3 separate regions of the Mus musculus genome follow, and all the other regions are linked to region 1. The links are chromatin contacts, called in public promoter capture Hi-C maps. All regions are on one chromosome and are shown on one strand. Each heading gives the region's core, a stretch centred on a gene start, on an enhancer-like site or on the middle of the called end of the contact. The rest is flanking DNA. Distances are from core to core; before and after follow the strand shown. Region 1 holds the start of Espl1 (extra spindle pole bodies 1, separase). Region 2 holds the start of Tfcp2 (transcription factor CP2). Region 3 has its middle 16 kb from the start of A330009N23Rik.

Region 1 (2,605 bases), core at 79-2,578:
AAAAAAAATTTTTTTTAATTAAAAATTAGAGGGCTGGTGAGATGACTCAGTGGTTAAGAGCGCCAACTGCTCTTCCAAAGGTCCTGAGTTCAAATCCCAGCAACTACATGGTGGCTTCACAACCATCCCTAACGAAATTTGATGCCCTCTTCTGGAGTGTCTAAAGACAGCTACAGTGTACTTACATATAATAAATAAATGAATAAATAAATAAATAAAATTAGAATGTAAAATTTACTATAAGGAGAATGATAAAACGTAAACAAAAACCGATGTATAACTCTCCCAAACGGAGAACATAAACCAGAGTGTCCTTAGGAGATGATCACATTAGTAGCCCTAGGGGAAAAAAAAATTTTTTTTTTCAAAGACAGGGTTTCTCTGTGTAGCCCTGGCTGTCCTGGAACTCACTCTATAGACCAGGCTGGCTTCGAACTCAGAAATTCACCTGCCTGTGCCTCTCAAGTGCTGGGATTAAAGACATGTGCCACCATTGCCCGGCGGAAAAATAATTTTTTAAATAAAAATAAAAACAATAAATAAAAAGGAAAAGGAAGCCGGGCGTGGTGGCGCAAGCCTTTAATCCCAGCGCTAGGGAGGCAGAGACAGGTGGATTTCTGAGTTCGAGGCCAGCCTGGACTACAAAGTAAGTTCCAGGACAGCCAGAGCTATACAGAGAAACTCTGTCTCGGAAAAAAAGAAAAAAGGAAAAGGAAAAAAACACAGATAATCTCAGAAACTAGGTGTGTCCTGAGCCATAAAGGGTCCCACCTTCAAGTCAGGCAGCAGCTGCTGGGTCTCCTCCTTGCTGCAGAGCAGAGTGGCGAAGTTGACTCCTTTGAAGTTCCTCATGGCAAAAGTCTAGATACAACGAAATGGTTTGTAGAAGCCTGCGAAGGGTTGTAATGGAAATAACTGGAGGAAAGAAGGGATTGAAAGTTGTAGGAGGATTCAAAGGATGAAGCAGGCAAAGAATCCCACCAGAAATCCTATGCGGGGAGAGGCCGATATAAACTGGGCTCCCGTTACAAACTGACAAGTCCACTGTTCCTTCCTCCAGGACGCTCCTTGTCCTCAGTGTCCCACCAGGCCACCGCAGGGGTCTCCACAGGGTCCTGGGCGCCGAGCACACCCTTTCGGGGGCCGCCGAGCCTCCGCAGAAACGCCCCGTTTCTTCCCAGGTCAGCAATGGGAATGTCACTTACCGCGGCTTGAGCGCGCGCTCACCAGACCCTCCGTGCCTTAATTCCCTCGAAGCTGCCGTTCCTCACCGGCCTAGCAGCGTCCTCCAGCCCGAGCTCCACCAAGCACCGGGTGGGCACGCTTCGTTTTCCGCGCCAGCACCTCCTTTCAAATATCCCTAGTGACCAATCAGCGAGAAAGCGTAACGCAGGCCGGCCGCGTGGCGCTCTGGGAGTTGTAGTTTATCTGCCGCGCTGTCTGTCACGTGTTCCTGGAGGGGCGGGTACAACTCTGGACCGGAAAGACTCTGGGACACAGTCTCCTTCTTCAACCTCAGTCAATTACAGTCATTTCGCAGTTGGGTGGTCAATCACTAAGTCTTTCTTGCCTTTATTCCCTGAGCTCAGGCAGGATTTTAAATTTCAAGAGAATTAAAATAAGAAACCCACATGGCTTGCTTTGCGTTACTAGGAAAGAAAAGGTGTAATAGCCTTTGATGTATTTTTTTGTTTTTATTTTTGTTTTTTGAGACTGGTTCTCACTACGTGATCCTAGCTGTCCTGGAACTTGCTAAATAGACCAGGCTGGCCTCTAAGAGAGATCCACCTGCCTAATGCTGGGGTTGAAGGTGTACACCACCACACAGGGTCTTTGGGATTCTTTAAAACTCTGACTTTGTGGAGAGGGACACTGAAAAGGGTGCAGGGACAACCTCCGGGTTCTCCTAGGTTCTCCTCCCTCCCAAGTTTGGATTCCAGCCTACATCTTACATGGGTTGTATAAGAAAGGCTATAGAGTTGAGTGAAGAGTAAAGGGAAGAATTCATTGTGAACGTTCACAGTCTTTTGTTTTGTTTGTTTTTTGAAACAGGGTTCAAAATACTGAGCGTAGGGATTTCTGAGTTCCAGGACAGCCAGGGCTACACAGAGAAGCCCTGTCTCAGGAAAAATCAAAAGAAAGAAAGAAAGAAAGAAAGAAAGAAAGAGAGAGAGAGAGAGAGAGAGAGAGAGAGAGAGAGAGAGAAAGAAAGAAAGAGGGAGGGAGGGAGGGAGGGAGGGAGGAAGGAAGGAAGAAAAAGAAAGGGGGAGACATAGGAAGGGGAGGGAATAAGAGAAAAAACTGACATCTCCCCCACTAGAAAATTTCAGCGTGGGAATGGCAATATTTAATGCAGACACTAACAATGCCGAGCTTTTTTCTCAAGTCAGGGGCATAAGGAAGAAGCAGCCATCCTGGAAATTGACCACCTTTATCTCCTAGCCATGGCCCCTCTCCCTTATCTGCCTGCCTACCAAGTAGTCTAACTCCTGCTCTCTCAGATGCACTATAAAGTCAAGGGTGGTACCAAACATCACCCACCACCAGAGGGTAGGGAATACTTACTAAGGAGGCTGAGGAGCTAAAAAAGCTTAAAGTTCAAAGG
Region 2 (2,605 bases), core at 50-2,549, 1.7 Mb after region 1:
GAACGAAGCACACTTCCACAGACAGGGGATGTCTTTGGCCGGCAGAGGCATGTTTATCATGACAATTTAGTTCTAGCCTTACCTTTCTGTTTGGTAAAATAAGTGACATTTACCTTTAGAATTTTTTTTTTTTTAAGATGGGAGGCAGAGGCAGGCAGATCTTTTGACTTCAAGGCCAGTCTGGTGACCTAAGGACCCTAGTGGTATACAGAGTTCCAAGACAGCCCAGGCGACAAAAAGAACCCTGTCTCAACAAACGAGCAAACAATGACTAGAGATGCTAGGTAGACCTGGCTGTTATGGAAATTGCTATGTAGTCTAGACTGTTCTTGAACTTGTGGAGATCCTTCTGCCTCAGCCTACTGAGTGCTAGGTTTTTAGGAACACACAATGCCCTTTTAGGAAGGGATTACAACCCTGTCTTGAGGACTTCTGCAATACTGTTCATAGCATACAGGTATTTTGCCCGTGCTTAATTTTAAAAATGGCCGTAATTAATCCTCAGGAGCAAGGTGGAGGAGGTATGATTTCACCTCCTGCTCCAGGGTCTTCATTATCTAGCCCTGGCTCACCTGGAAATCAGATCTGCCTGCCTCTGTCTCTGGAGTGCTGGGATCAAAGGCATGAACCACTATGCCTGGCTATGGTTGTTCTTGATTTACAGTTTAGTAAATTCAATCTCTTGGAGAATACTCTTAAGTTATCATACTATAAATAAAGATGCCAGCTCTGACTTTGCTCTGCAGATTTTTCCCCAACACTCATTCATCATTGCCTAAAACAAACAAAAACAAAACATCAAAGAACCAACCAAACAGAAACAAAACAACAAGCAAGGTGTAGTGTGCACGCTTTTGATCCTAGCACTCAGGCTGGGGGTGTGGATCTCTCAGTTCTGGGTCAGCTAAAGTTACCTAAAGACCCCGTCTGAACATCAACAAAAACCCCAATAGTTTTCCCTGTTTCCTGCGCGAATGCCTTAGGGAGAAGGGTGAAGATAAGGGAAGGCAAATGGGGAGAGTTTAGGACTGGACACACGGGAACGAAAGTCCCTCCGGGAATGGGAGCGGGAAGCGGAAAGATAGAACCGCAGTTCTGCTCTACTGTCAGGACCGAGAGCCTGCGACCCGGGTTCACGCCTAAGCACTGAGCCCGCCCACTACTCCGGGGGCGGAAGCCTTCGCGTCGATAGCCTATCACCGCTGCGAAGACAGAACCAGTCTCTTCTTCATTGGTAGATGGATGGTGACGTTGCGCCATGGCCGTAGCGGACGTCCTGATTGGTTGGCGCTGGGGGCGGGTTTGCGCTTCGAGTCTGCGCCGAACTTTCGCTGTCCACGCTTCCAGGCGGTCGTGGTGGCTAAGGAGGGTGTGGGGACGGCTCGGAGGAACCCTGGGTTTGTGCTGAGAGCGGAGTGGGGGGGCGGGGAGAAGAATCGGTGACCGGAAGTTATCTGGTTGACCGGAAGCGAGGCCTGAGGGAAAGTGCGGATGCCCGGAGGGAGGAGCTTTCCACCTAGGGGGGCGGAGGGGACGCTCGGAGCGCCCGGTGTCCTGCGCGTCTCCGCTTTGAGGCTGAGCGGAGGACGCCGAGCGACCGACCGGTGGGCTTCAGAGAGCCCGAGTCCGGCTGAGCTCCGGCGGGACCTGGTGCCTCACGATCCCGAGAGCCGAACGGGAGGGATTCCTGTCACCGGGGCTCCCGAGGAGTAGCCAGGGTGCAGCCCGTAGGTCAGGCTTGGGGCGCTGCGCGAGGAGCTGGGTTTGTAGCTGACTTCCACTGTGCTGTCTGCCGGGTAGAGTTACGCTCCGCGCCTTTGTACAGGAGCCGGCGCCTGTTGGGGCAAGGAAGGAGCCGGGATGGCCTGGGCTCTGAAGCTGCCGCTAGCCGACGAAGTGATCGAGTCGGGGCTTGTGCAGGACTTTGATGCTAGCCTGTCCGGCATTGGCCAGGAACTGGGTGCTGGTGCTTATAGTATGAGGTGAGTGAGATGCCTCCCAGACCTTACCTTCTTAATAACAAAGGCAGGATCTTGAAAGGTGGGAGGGCGGCTGTACAGTTTAAGAGAACAGCCTGCAGCTTGGTGGGCAGATTACCCCCCCCCTTACACCTCCCTACCTCCCCCATCCTCTGGTTTGAGTAGTAGTGGTATGGGAGGACAGGAAAGACTCTAGAGTCAACTCTGTAGGGCCCTTGCATCCAGATGGTGTAGGAGACTTGGACACTGACTGTATGCTTGGGTATGTCTGGATTCACGTGAAGAAGGGGCAGTTGAGGGATATCTAAAGAAGTCCGGCAGCTGGGAACTGAGGTTCAAGGTTGACGACTTGTTGGGAAGAGATGGGATACCTTGGACAAGAAGTCCACAGACAGCTGTCTCTTACAACAGACTTGTTTTAAGGTTTTCTTCCAGGGTTCCTGTCTTTGGAAACTTGAGCTGAGAATGTCTAAAAAGTGACAAAGAGGCGCACGCCTTTGATCCCAGCACTCGGGAGGCAGAGGCAGGCGGATTTCTGAGTTCGAGGCCAGCCTGGTCTACAGAGTGAGTTCCAGGACAGCCAGGACTACACAGAGAAACCCTGTCTTGAAAAAACAACAACAACA
Region 3 (2,605 bases), core at 31-2,530, 1.1 Mb after region 1:
GGAGAGTCAGGCAGGCAGAGGGTGCCAGAGGAGACTAAGTCCTTCCCTGTGCAGGCAGCGTGGTGGTTCCCCTTAGAGAACCTGGGTTACCTTTGGGGCCCCTGTCCTCTGGGCCTTGAGCTGTACTCGGAAAATCCAGGACCCATAAACTGCCGAGGAAGGTGCAGAGTACTGCGCGGGAGTGAGAGGGTGCGGGAGGTGGGAGAGGGCCCTGCAGGCTCCCCTGTTCCCCAGCCTTTATTCATTTATTTTCTGTGGCTTTGGGAATGGAACCTGGGCCTCTCACATTGTAGGCCAACACTCTACCACTAAGCGTTAGCCACAGTCTTTTTATTTTTCACTTTGAAACAGAGTTTATACAAGATCTGGAGACCAGTATAGAACTCACCCTGTAGCCCAGGCAAGTCTTGAATTTCCAATCCCCCTGCCTCAGCTCCACGAGTAACTGGGATTACAAGCGTGCATCCCCAGGCTTGACAGATATTAAGAGATACAGAAATGGGTGGTCATACTCATCAAAATCATGATTATCATGATGCCCAAACACAGAGCCGCGTTAAGACTTTTCCTGTAGACCAGGCAGGGCCACTTCCCAGGAAGGGCTGGGGAACCTGAGCTATGGCAGGCACTCAGGTCACTTCAGGAGCAGCTGGCCGTCAGCTGATCGTCCTAAGGACCATTCATCATGCCCCCAAGTCCATTCTGCTGAGCCATGGTTATTTCCGAGTGTGGACAGAGCGCAGGTTGTATAACAGGCTAGAAGCTAGGAGATGGTTTGAGGGAAGCTTGTGGCAGGGTTGGGGTTGTTCTCACCTTCTCCAGTCAGAGTAGCACCTCAGAGCGGAGGAGGAGGAGCCCCGAGGCTTGGAAGGGAAAAAGGGAATCCATCACTGAGGAGAGCGACACAGCCTGTCAGCCTGCTTCCTCCTTCTGGATCCAGAAGATAGGCCATCCTCCCTTCCCACGCATTAATCCCTCTCCCCCAAGCTCTGCCTTTGCTCGAATCTGCCCTGTTCCTGGGCGGGGGTGGGGGGTGGGGTGGGGGAACCCTGTGCCAGTTCCCACTGCTCTCCATTCTCCAGTGGGTAGTCTGGACTCAAATACACCTTCATGGTGTGTTTCCAGTGGCTTTACTATAAGGAAATGCAAGAATATCTTCTTTGAGGTGTGGTCGTGACTTCAGAGACCATGACAGGGGACAAATCGCTGTGGTTTGAATGCCAGCCCCGTTCGCATGAGCCGGTCTACAAACCAACTACTTCATGCCTCACCTTCTCCCCTGAGTCACGAGGATCTGAGCAGTTTGTATGCATGAGGCACTTAAACAGCTCCTGGCCCAAGGTCAGCCCTGTGTAAGTGTTGGCTATAATTAGACAATATTTTCGGATCACTTTCCTCGGCCTTGGCTCCTAATAAGCACTTGGTGAAAGGCACTTGTTATTTTTATCTTCCTTCTCCCTCGCTAACTTAATCCCTTCCACAAACCCACCTTCAGTTAGCCTCCCAGCAGTGAAAGTGTGTGTATGTTACATTTCTCTAACGTTTACACTTACAAAACACTTCTGTTCCGACCTCGCGGCAAACCCGGGAGCTAGCAGCGCACTCAAATGATCGCTGTCATGTTGCAGAGCCAGGAACAGGGTGTGATCTGTCTAGTGGCATCAGCTGCTAAGGGGTGTGTCCAAGCCACCAAGCAGGGTATTCTGACCTCAGGCACCGGGTGCTTGCTTCTGGATGATATGGCCCGGGGCATGCCAGCTCCAGGCTGCCAGGACAGATTCGCTAGGGGAGGGAGGAGAGCCCCTACTGGTTCCAGAACTGAGAGCACTCCCAGAGTGGGAAGAGCCTATGTTCTTTATAATTATCCCCCATAGCACCTAGAAGCTTACCAGGAGCTGTGTGGCAGTGCCCTCCACTGGCCATAAGTGGTACTGTCGGCTTTTAGAGGACGGAAAGGTAGCTCTATCTACACATAGTTATAGAAAATACCCAAGGCCTAGGAGTGCCAAGTCCTCTGTTAGGAATCACAGAGGTCAAACGAAACTCTCAAAAAGCCTTGGGCATGGGGCAACTAATTGAGAAAGAGACCCAACATTGACCTCTGGTTTCCACATATTCACACACACACACACACACACACACATACACACACACACACACACACACACACACACACACACACAGGTATATCCACAGGCATGTACACACATGAACTTAGACATATACAATGCACTGGGCATGGTGACACATATCTGTAATCCTGGTGCTCAAGAGATATGAGGATCTGTGTAAGTTCAAGTCTAGCCTGCTCTACCTATCGATTTCCAGGCCGGCCAGAGTTACATAATGAGACCTTTTCAGAACAGAACAGAACAAAATAAAAACAAAAGCAAAACAAATTGAAGTCACCTTGTGCTATCTATTGAATTCCAGGTGAGTCTGGGATACATAACAAGAACCAGTCTTTTAAAAGCGCTAGTCTTTTGTGAAAACACATCATTCTACTTAAAGAATCTAGAATATATATACACACACACATATACATACACACACACACACACACACACACACACACACATATATATACACATATATGTATATGTAT

What was found. Promoter capture Hi-C pulls out the DNA fragments that hold promoters and counts their contacts.
Region 2: a contact with region 1 is called in a promoter capture Hi-C map of liver, with 4 times the contacts expected there. The contact joins the promoter of Tfcp2 here to the promoter of Espl1 in region 1. A contact is called at or near these places in 3 of 39 promoter capture datasets (liver and pre-B cells).
Region 3: a promoter capture Hi-C map of hippocampal neurons shows a contact between it and region 1, with 2.5 times the contacts expected there. The contact joins the enhancer-like site here to the promoter of Espl1 in region 1. A contact is called at or near these places in 6 of 39 promoter capture datasets (the 3T3-L1 cell line, the C10 cell line, cranial neural crest and 3 more), 1 of 115 datasets of contacts at active chromatin or transcription factors (astrocytes) and 1 of 9 other capture datasets (liver).

Annotation. Positions count from the first base shown.
Region 1 is chr15:102,295,016-102,297,620 of GRCm38.p6, reverse strand. It overlaps Espl1 (extra spindle pole bodies 1, separase), which reads right to left and starts at 1,328. Exons shown (of 31, transcript NM_001014976.2): 1 at 1,206-1,328; 2 at 772-861. The coding sequence starts at 852.
Region 2 is chr15:100,550,702-100,553,306 of GRCm38.p6, reverse strand. It overlaps Tfcp2 (transcription factor CP2), which reads left to right and starts at 1,299. Exons shown (of 16, transcript NM_033476.3): 1 at 1,299-1,397; 2 at 1,826-1,982. The coding sequence starts at 1,861.
Region 3 is chr15:101,240,171-101,242,775 of GRCm38.p6, reverse strand. No RefSeq gene overlaps it. Among named protein-coding and RNA genes, the nearest start is that of A330009N23Rik, 16 kb to the right of the region's middle. Within about 2 kb of position 1,280, at least 198 of the 459 cell types and tissues checked have an H3K27ac peak or open chromatin away from gene starts, as enhancers often do. A contact at or near this core is called in hippocampal neurons and liver, where this site is marked.